2 separate regions of the Strix aluco genome follow, and region 2 is linked to region 1. A link is a contact called in public Hi-C data. All regions are on one chromosome and are shown on one strand. Each heading gives the region's core, a stretch centred on a gene start, on an enhancer-like site or on the middle of the called end of the contact. The rest is flanking DNA. Distances are from core to core; before and after follow the strand shown. Region 1 holds the start of GARS1 (glycyl-tRNA synthetase 1). Region 2 holds the start of CTDSPL (CTD small phosphatase like).

What was found. A called contact is a pair of places that touch in the nucleus more often than the background predicts.
Region 2: a contact with region 1 is called in a Hi-C map of heart, with 5 times the contacts expected there. The contact joins the promoter of CTDSPL here to the promoter of GARS1 in region 1. A contact is called at or near these places in 2 of 2 Hi-C or Micro-C datasets (brain and heart).

The regions. Positions count from the first base shown.
Region 1 is chr1:108,588,038-108,593,632 of bStrAlu1.hap1, forward strand. GARS1 (glycyl-tRNA synthetase 1) reads right to left here and starts at 3,777. Exons shown (of 17, transcript XM_074830674.1): 1 at 3,568-3,777. The coding sequence starts at 3,738.
Region 2 is chr1:108,736,444-108,741,584 of bStrAlu1.hap1, forward strand. It overlaps CTDSPL (CTD small phosphatase like), which reads left to right and starts at 3,589. Exons shown (of 7, transcript XM_074830705.1): 1 at 3,589-3,946. The coding sequence starts at 3,871.

The DNA.
Region 1 (5,595 bases), core at 2,527-5,026:
GGAGTGTTTTGTCCTGCCTCCCCACTCTCCATGCAGGTCTCCAGAGGCTGCTTCAATTGGCAAAAATGAGAAACACACACGCATTTGAGAGTCAGCAGAACTAGACATCATTACAGAAATTCACACCCCCCCGCTATTGTTAAATCCCAGATCTGTTATTAAATCTCAATGTGCAAATATACTCCCATATGCACCACTTCACAGCAGATTTCCACAAATCCTAGTCTTCAGTCTTTGAGGATGCACTAAGTGGATTCGCAAATGGTTAATACAAGCTTTGTGTTCTCTTTCTCAGCAATAAGGTTTCTCTTCCTTCCACCTCTTCCCTTTTCTTCAAAATTTATGTCCATTTTGGACTTCTCTTCCTCTATCATATCTGTTCAAAACTGACAAGTACACAAATTTTTAGAAGAAGGTCTCACAGAAGACAGACTTTTTTAACCTAATGTCAAAGCAAAGGAGGCATTGCATTATCTGTAAAAACTGTTACTGTTTTTAAAACTTGTCCAGTAACTTTGGGAAAGAAGAGAGCTTAAAAAAAAAATTTAAAACACACCAAAAAAACCACAAAGCCTAAATATTTCAGTGCAGCAAAACCCTGGAGTGGGCTTACACTGAGGTCTTGACCTGAGTCAAACCACCATCACCTTGTTATGGTTCCACAGAGGTCTCTTTGCCCTGTGGAGACGATTCTCCCCTTTCATCCCAGGGAAGTGCTCAACCCCTAAATACCCAACAGCATGCTTTTCCGAACATCATCTTCAGTTGTCATGACCAACTTGCTCCTGGAGATAAGTTAATTAAAAGTCTTCCTTTCAGCTCACTCTTCTCCAGTCAAAACCAAGGTCTATCTTGAATTACTGAGGAGGACAAAGGAGCTGACCCAGGAGGAAAAAGCATGAAGATGTCAATGCCTTCTCAAGTGGGATGTTCTAAGAATGGGAAGCTCTAAATTCATAATTTTTCTTGCATCTTGCACTTCTCCATTGAACAAAAAGAAAAAAAAAGAAAACAATCCAAAGATGTTACATTTCCACAATACCAGCTTCTTCATAAATTCTGAGCTTTTCTGACATTAATATTACAGGTAACTGAGAAACCAAAGAGAAGAGAATAAACAGATTGCCATTCAGTAATCAGATTAGAAAAGCTAAAAGTACTTCAGAGACTAAGGGGTTCAAAGGCTAATTTTATTAATAAAAGGAGGAAGACTGCATTAAAACAAACACACACAAAGAAAGAAAAATCAGATCCTGTCAGGCTTGCTAACTACGTCAGCTACAAGAACAGAATAAACCTGCTGTTTCCTTCCTTTGTTATACCTTTCCTTTCTTTGTTATACCAAAATGAAAGTTTCACTTTAGGGCTAAGGACCTCAACTGCCATTCCTGGGTAACGTGGCAGAGGGAGGGATCTGATCTGTTGTTTTTTTTCTTTTAAAGTAGTAAGTCCAAATTGCCTTTGTTGAGCTAGGGGGTCGGCAGTGGAAAAACATCAAGGCAGCAGCAAAGCAGCTATACTGCTGACTCAACAGAGCTATCACCCTGCTCACTGCTGAGCATCTAAAAGCAGCACACAGCAACTCTTTGTCCTGATCTAGAAGTAAAAGAGTACTCAGACATACGCAAGGAGAAAAAAAAAAAAAAAAAAAAAAAACAACAAACACAACCGAAGAAAATAATTATGTTTGCTGACAGGACTCAATCTAATTAAAGCTACGATCTTGAGCCCAACCCAGAGGAGGAGTGCACAGCAGCACTCGATGTGGCAAATTTTGCTGCAGCTTTGTCCCACAGACCAGTAAAGCAGAGAGGGATCCACCCCTGGATCACGGCAGCTTATTGCATCAGGCACTGCTGCAGGAAGATACGCTGCTCACTTTCCTCTCCGTAGGTTTACAGCCCCTTAGGTTTACTTAAGCCGCCTCTCCACGCGCTGATACACAGGGTCCCCTGCATCATAAGGTATCAACTACCGCAATCTTCGTTACTACCTCCTTTTCCTCTTGTGCAAACATGACAGCGAATTACTACTGTCAGCTGTCCAATACAATATCCGTGGTCCCAGCTACACAAATTTACCCACAAACCTCTCTCCTTGGTGCCCCACACTCCTCTTTCAATCCCACAGGCAGCCAGAAAGAAGGGGTGCATTGATACTTTAAAGGCAAATGACAGCACCCAAGATACAGGATTTTAAAATAAATAAATTGGCTAGTTTTAGGGATCATCACCTTATTTATAAGAACCTCTCTCGCCAAGGTATTATGATGTACAGTGATTCATAATAAAAACTCATTGAAGTGCTGGTATAATTAGAGGGCCATAAATCCACTCATTTAATGGGCAAACACACGCACAGATCTATGAATACATGGGACACACACGTAGCTATGTGTGCAGCTAAGCAGAAGGCTATGGATTCAACCACTTAAAGGAGGTGTGTGGGGAACCCACAGGCATAGGTCTGGCTGCTAAAGCAGGGAGGAAGGGGAAGTCCCATGTGCTGCGATGAAGCACCATGAATGTACACAGCAAGGGTACCCGAGATCAAGATTCACTTAGGAAATAAAAAGGCAACGAAATCCTTCTCAGGTAATAAGGAAGCTAAGGATAATAGCTTCATCTGAGGGAGATGGAAAGAGAAGGCGATGCAGTCCCAGCTAACAGGAGACAGCTACATACCTGGACAAATAAGAATGATGAAATGGAGAACGTGCAAAGGAATTAATATCCCTTACTGCATCAGGCAAATATGCAACTGTAAAGATATCGTTTACCTCCAAAACCCGACACAAACTCAGCTCTAAAGGGAAGTCACCATGTGACCCCATGAGATGAGGAAACTATGCAGGCTGTTTTATGAAGAAAACGTGAAGAGCCAGCTACGGGGCCCTAAAAGCACGACAAAGTCGGCCCCAGCTTGCACACAGAAGACACATCGAGCCCAGGAGAGGAAAGCCGGGTAGCCTGACGCACAGACCCTGTTCTGCAAGCCCGCTCTAACACACACCATCGCTACCGGGAAGGGAAAGAAAGGGCTGTCTACGGGAAACCTCCACACCCGCGCACTCCCCGCCAGCCCGCTCCTCCGGGGCTGAGCGACACCCACCGAGAGGGGACACCCGCAGGCCCCGCGCTCGGCGGCTGCGCCAAGGGGAACCGACGCTCCGGGCAGACCCCGCCGGGACCCCCCCACCGCGGGCTCAGCGCCGAAGCCCGCCGGGCTCCGCAGCGCCCCGGAGCGCGGAAGTGGCGGGGCGCACGCAGGGCCCCGGGGGGAAACACCGCGCGCTCCCCGCAGCACACCCCACGCAAGCCGGCAGGGCTCGGTGGGAGGACGGGGGGCACCTCCCCACAGACCCGAACTGAGGCACCGGCCGGCCGACGCGGGCCCGGAGCGGCGGGCGGCTCTGCCACGCACCCGACCCCCTCCGCGAGACCCCCGTCCCCTGGCCGGGACCCACCCCCCGCTCAGGCGAGTCCTCCCCGGCGGGCGTCCCCCCCTCGGGCGCCACCCGCCTCAGCGGGACTCCCCTCAGCCGGGGTGTCCCCCCCCGCCGCTTACCTGGTGCCGCACCGCCTGCCGGAGGGGCGCGAGCAGCGCCTCGGCTTGCGGGCCGTCCATGGGGGTCGCGGCCAGGCCGGGCCGGGAGCGGAGCGGGGCGACGGGCGAGCAGGCGAGGCGGCGCAGGCGGCGCAGCAGGGCAGGCAGGGCGCTACGGGGCGGCAGCGGCATGGAGAGGCGCGGCGCTCCGCCCTGCCCTACCCCCCCCTCCCACCCCGCATGATGAAATCCCGCCCGGCGTAAAGCCGGCCCGCGCCCCGCCGCCGCACTTTCCGCACGGGCAGCGGCCGCCGACAGGCCGGCGGCGCCCGCCCCGCCCCGCCGCAGATTCGGCACAGCGGCGGCGGCGGCGGGCCGGCAGGGGGCGCGCGGCAGCGCCCGCCTCACCCCACGGCGCCGCCACCCCGCGCCTCCGGGCCGGGCTGCGCCTGCGCGGGAGTGCCGCGCGCTTGCCGCGGGGAGGCGCCGCTGCCCCTGGGGTGAGCGTGGCGCGGGGGCCATGCCCGCCCCCCCCGCCCCTTTCCTCCGGTGACACCCCTCCGGGTGACGCTCGTCGCCCCCAGCAGTGTAGATGCCGCCGTGGGGTGGGGGCGCACCCCCCGGACACCCCCCGCGCCCCTGGCCGCACCGCGGGGGCTCTGTCCCCCCGGCACCCACCCAGGGCACCGCGGCGCGGTGTCCCCTTATCCCAGAGCCACGTCCCCGCGCGTGCCCCCCGCCGTGGGGCCGGGAAGCGCCGGGAAGCGGCGGGGGGGTTGGTGGGGGGAAGGAAGTGTTATTTTTTCAATCAGCTGCAGCATTTGAGCTCCAAAAGCTTTGTAGGTTTTGGGCTCGGCGGTGTTTTGCTTTTCACTGATCCACGGTCTTCCGTGCGCTGCTGGGGACTGCGCCGGGCTGGGCCGCACCCCGCGGCCCGACCCCCCGGGCTGGGCTTAGGGCCGCAGGCAGGAGGCCAAATCCCGCTTCCCTCTGCCGACACGAGTGTGGTGGGTCTTCCCCTGGGAGGAAGGACAACCCCATGTCAGAAAGAAGAGCCGTGACGAACACCGGTGCCACAGGAGAACTTCGAATCCCTGGGAATTAAAGCCCTCCATGAAGGAGAATCTAAACACCGTCGACATAAAATTTAAGACCGATTCTAAAAAAACGCGCTTCCCACACACGCTTTCCCCATTGCTGCCATCCTCCTCCCCATCTCCCCTTCGCCCCCTCCCGCTGCCTGGGACCGGGAGCATCGGTGCTAATGTGATTTTGGCATAATTGGAGTATTCAGGCTGCTATTTTGTACCTGTCTGTTTATTTGAGAGACAGCCTCAACCTCGTAATGAATGCATCTGAATATTTATCCGCTTGTTCTGAATGGTATATTTGTATTTCAAATGCTTAATTGTTATTTTTATTTAGCTGCAAATTGCTGTTTTTATTTCGCCGACGTACCTACTTGGAAACCCCTCTAGCGTGAGGTTTACACTGAGCTTTTCTCTTTTCCTGATTAGTTTTTTTAATTAATCCAATGCTGATAAGAGCATAAGGACTCTGCAGCCCCCTTCTAACTTGTCATGGCTATCTAAGATGTGAAGATGGTAGAATCAGCCCCAGAAAAATCTGGCTCGAGTGGAGTAATGGGGAGAGGGCAAACCAGCTGGGACTGTGGGGGAAACATGGGCAGGACCCAGGGAGACAGGAAACCCCAGTGACCGGGAGCAACTTTGTTCTCCTGTGCTGAACCTGGAGGAACAGGTAGCAGTGCTTCTCCAAAATGCCTTTTTTTAACCCCTCCTAGAAGATTTCCTCTGATCCTCAGTGGCCGAGCATGCTTAGTCCCCAGGGCAGCACCCCTCAGCCCTCCATCAGGAGGATGCAGATGGGCCAGGCTGGTGCCTTAAGCGTTTTTCCCTCAATAAAATCCCGCCTTGCACAACACTGCTGAACACCAGCAACGTCTCTCCTTGCAGATGAAACAAGTCAGGGACTGGTTCCCAGTGCCGTGGCCGGCTGGTACAGGAGAACCTCAACGCAAGGGCCGAA
Region 2 (5,141 bases), core at 2,339-4,838, 150 kb after region 1:
TCTGTGCCTCCACCCCCCATCTGTAACATGGAGATGAACCCATTCACTTGTTCCACAGGATTATTTAGGATTTAGTTCATGTAGCATATAAAGAAACAGAAGATACCGTACATGCTTCAGTGTCTCTGAAGTAAAAGCAGGAAGGAAACAACATGGATTGCTCTTGGTTCTGTTACACCTGTCTCATAACCAGTACAGAAATGGGAGTGAGGGGGGTGGGAGAGGCTGAACAACACTGCTCAGAGGAATGGACCTGTTTCCTATGTTACAGCAATGCAGCCAGTACAGTTACAGCTGAGCTTCCTAAATTTGCACTCTGCTTCCCACTGCCCTGCAAGAGCATGGACTTTCTACAGCTCCTAGTGTGGTACTGGTATCCTGCTTTTCAGCTCTCCACTTTAGACTGGAGGGGCGAGGGAGACTGCATAACAGTAGCAAAGGGACAAGCACAGGGATAGATGGCCCCTCCTGGCATGTTCTCTCACCCTACTTCCACTTTATGTATTGCCATAAACAGCAGTTCCCCCTCTAAACTGAAGTTAGTACCAAATTCCTTAATAAGATGAATAAACAGCTAGCTGTTCAACTGGAGTTTTACAGTGTAAGTTGCAAAAACAATCTTACCAGCATTTAAAACACACATAACACATTGGCTCAAGGCGAACATCATATTTGTCAAGCCTTACAAAACATGCTTTTCATCAGACAAGATGTTTATATCTCCTCATACCTGCATAGAAAAGAGGCATTAGAGTACATGTTCTCCTACCACACGTTATAATTGCCCTTTCCATGCAATGAAGTGGAAGATGTTTTTAGTACTGGATGACTCTCAAACCTGCTCTGAAGCCACCCCTTTGTCTTAATGTTAGTAGGAAGCTACTTTGGTTTTATCCAAATATAAATATGGATACAGAAACTCATACCAAATAATAACAGACATATGAATTTATTGTTTCAGCAAAAGCTTCCATGCAAATTAACCCTCAGATAATTAAAAATGCCTCCAGTGCCTGGGCGGGTAAAAGATCAAGCACTTGCTGGATTACAACATAACTAATGCTGTGATAAAGCTTCATAATAGCTTGGGAGCAGGAGCTCTCAACATTTATAGGTAGCAGGACTAATTCAATCAGCCAGCATGTACTAGCTCCTATTCACCTGTGCCCAATCTAACCTGTAAGGGACTGTTTGCAACTGCAAGACTCTTGTTTTGAGAAGCCAAAGCTAAACAGCAGGTTGAAACCTGCACAATTGGATGCAACGCAAGCAGTGGCATTGCACTCATTCCCTGTGCAAGTGTTTGTCGTAAGAGCGGGACGGGCAAACCTAAAATACAAGTCCCAGAAACCTGCAATACTGGTATCTCCACATGTACTGCTGTTTAGGGAGTGTTAGTTTTGTGAGAGAAAACACAGCCAGATTTTAAACAACTTTTTCTATGCTGAACAAATGCAGCGATTTGAAGACTCACAGCAACATGTTTAATGTGTTGACTGTAGGAATACACTCACTGAGAGTGAAAAAAGGCCCCAGAGCTTTAAGCAATTTTCCCCAGAAACAAGATGTGGCACTACAACAGACTAGAAATTCCTCGAGGCTGGGCCTGTAGTCTACGGTAAAGCACTGCAACAAGAACAGCTGCTTGCTGTTACTGGAATTAAACACAACGGTCATTTCTGCAACCTAGCTTGGCAGTTGAAATACTGTGGTTTTGCTACTGTTAAGTAAAACTGTTCAGAGCTATATACACATTTTTATATATGTATTTTAAAAATACACACAGGGAGTGGCTTTCTCTTTTAAGGCAAAAAAAAGATTGTTGTAACCAATAATACTAAAATTTATATTGCCTGGGTCTATGCCAGCTACAGCAGGATTTTCCCCAATTAGTTAATGGAATTTAAAAGGAGATCTCTCCTTTTTGTAACAAGGTTGCAATAGCACTTGTATATACATTAGATTTTTTTTTTTCTAGGAGAGAAAGGAGGCTGTAATTCCTTATTTGCATTCAATACACCATCATGCTTTCTTAAAGGTTTTCTCTTGATTTTACACTCTGACAGCCCTATAAAAGAGCCATTATCCTGGGTGAGCTCGCCCACCTACCTTCCCCACCATCATGCCCATGACCCTAGCCAACAGCAAGCACTTGAGAAGGGCAGGAGGAGCAAGGCACACACACTGCGGTCTGTCTCCTGATGCACCAGCAAACAGCAGCACCGGGAATTCCTGGAGAGTCAGACATGCTTTTCAAGATGCTCTAGGAAAAAAATAAAAAGTATTTTCTCTGAAAGAATCTGCCAAGACTGCCCTTGGTACTTTCTAGTTACACACTCACCTCTGAAAAACACCTCATAGCCACTTGTAAAAATATTTCACTCCCCACATCTCCTCCTCAGACAATTTAGACCTGTTCCCGAAGGAAACCAGCTCCCACTCAGCCCAGCAAGGACACGGTACAAACTGGGGGGCTGAGATGAAACGGCGCACAAACCCCTTTCCCGCCTCCCGAAGGCCTCACAGCTCCCACGGCCCCTTCAAATGAGCGCTGGCCCCGCCCCGCAGCCCCGCCCCGCCCCCGGCGCCGCCCCCTCCTCGCGGCAGAGAGGAAAAAAAGCCTTTTGTACGCAACAACAATAGCCGCCCCCCGCGCCCCGCCCCGACGCCCCCAGCGCGCCGTCCCCGCAGGCGCCTCGCCACGCCCCCCGGTGTGGCCACGCCCCTCGCCGGGGACCCGCCCCCCGTGGCCCCGCCCTCTTGTTTACCGCGCAGCGGGGCCCGGGCGCTGCCCGCTCCCCGCCTCCATGTTGGAGCGTCCCGCGGCGCGGGGGCGGGGCGGGGCGGGGCGCGGGCCGCGCCGGGCGGGCTGACAGGCTGCGAGCGCGGCGGCGGCGGTGGCGGGCTGTGGCGCAGCGCGGGGAGCGCGGCCGGGGCGCGCGGCGCGGCTCGGCCCCTTTCCCCTCCCTTCCTCCCCTTGCACCGCGCTTCGCTCCGCGCCCGCGCACGGCGGCGGCCCGTGACCCGGGAAAGGGGGGAGGAGGAGGAGGAAGAAGAGGAGGAGGAGGAGGAGGAGGAGGAGGAGGGGGGAGGAGGAGGAGGAGGAGGAGGAGGAGGGGGAGGAGGGGGCGGCCCGGCGTCGCTCCGCTGAGCCCGCAGCGCTGCCCGCGGGAAGGGGGGTGGGGGGGAGGGAGGGCCGGGGCGGAGGTGTGAGGGGGGGCCGGGGCCGGGGAGGGGGGGGCGCGGGGATGAGATAAGCGCTGAGGAGGAGGGCGGCGGCGGCGGCGGCGCGGGGGGGTATGTAGGGAGCGGGGGGCTGTACCGGGGGACGCGCTCGGGGGAGGCCCCGCGGGGCGGCTCAGGTGGATGCGGGGGGCGGTGTGAGGCGGGGGCTGGCCGCGGGGGGAGGTGCGGCGCGGAGGGCCGGGGGCACTTCCCCCGCCTCGGGAGGCGGCGGCGGCTCCGGCGGGGGCTCGGGGGGAACGTTGCGGAGGGCTTCCCGGAAGGGTGAATTGGATTAATTACTAGGTTTTTTTAAGGGGGGGGTTGATTCACCTCCCCCCCCCCCCCCCCTCCCCTTCCCCCCCCCCCTCCCCCCCCCCCCCCCCCGGCCTCCGTGGAGAATTGGCGCCTGGAGGAGGCGGCGGTGGCAGCGCTACCGGAGGGGCCCCTGTGCGCCGTGCTCCCCCCTTCCCCCCCCTCCCCCCGCTTGGCTTCGCTCCTGGAGGAGTTGTGGTTTTTTGTTGGTTTTTTTCTTTCTTTTTTAAATACAAATCTGCATATTGATTTTTAAACAAACAAACAAATCCCCCCCGCACACAAGCCTGCCTCTGGGAGGGAAATAGCCAGGTAGAATCTCACTCTGTTTCCATGGACAACCCGTCCATTATCACCCAGGTGACTAACCCCAAAGAGGAGGAGATCCTGTCCTGCACTCAGGATAAAGGTGAGCTGCCTTCTCTCTTTCTTCATGTTTGTGTTTGGTTTTTTTTTTTCTGGAAATCACTGCTTAAAAATGCATGTAGTAACAACTTGCATTCTTCAGCGACCGTATAATCGTCTCTCTAGGCTGCTGGGAATAGAGGAGGGCTTGTTGGGTTTGGGTTTTTTTTTTGTGGGATGAAAATATTTGCATGAAGGTCTCTGAAACTGCTTGCTGGATACAGCTGAGAACTTGTTACAGCATTTAAATATTGACTTTAATCAGCAGTTATTTAAATAAAATACTCTTGCTTCTTGAGGGTCGATGAGGTAACTTTGTAAGGTGGTCACTTTGCAGTTAGTACCCTGCTTCAGGGAGGGGATGCCCGTGCTGTGTGTGTTGGAAGGTTTTGAAGTCTCTGCTGTAAAGTTTTCAAAATTTTTTCTCCAAATTTTTTGCAAGGAAAGGTTTCCTGATTACTCTCTGCTTTTCTGTATTTCTTCATGCCTGACATTTAAGAATCTGTAGCTTTCAGGTTTGTTGTTGGAGCATACTTGTGCGTCTCGGAAAGAAACATGGGCTACTTTTAAAAGCGGGCTCTATTATACTCTGGAGATAAGTAATTGTTGCTGTGCATAAGCCATCACACTTGTTACATTTTACTCCAAAATAAGACGAATCTAGCCTGGCCAGAGGAGCTGCTTCTCCTCAAAAGTCTAGGTGTTGACGATTGCCCTTAACCTCGTTTACTTTTGGAAGCTCAGAGGGATCTTGGGCTCTAAGTGGTTGTGTCCTTGCAGCTGGCGATGACAAAGGTACTGGTAAGTGGCAGGGTTCAAGTTCTGGGGGAGTTGTGTGTGATTCTTACAGATTTTGGAAGTTATTTGGATGTCGAGTTTATGCCTTGTACAGGCAGTGCCGATAGAAAGGGGAGAACGGACAGAAATTAAAAATGAAGTGTGTGGCGATGATGCCTAGTAGGTATGGTAACAGACCTCTGAGTGGTCTTCAGAAAATGGTAGATGGATGTATCTCCCCCTAAAATTGATGCCTTTAGTATCCAGAAAGCTTCCATTTTTGTGTGGCTCATCTTGTATCATTGGAGAAGTTGCTCCCTGTTACTTTCGAATGAGAGGCTATACGTGAAATCTCTGTCATCTCACTGGTGCTGACTGCAGAAGTGTGGAGGTAGAGTTAAAAAACAAGACATCACGTGGGG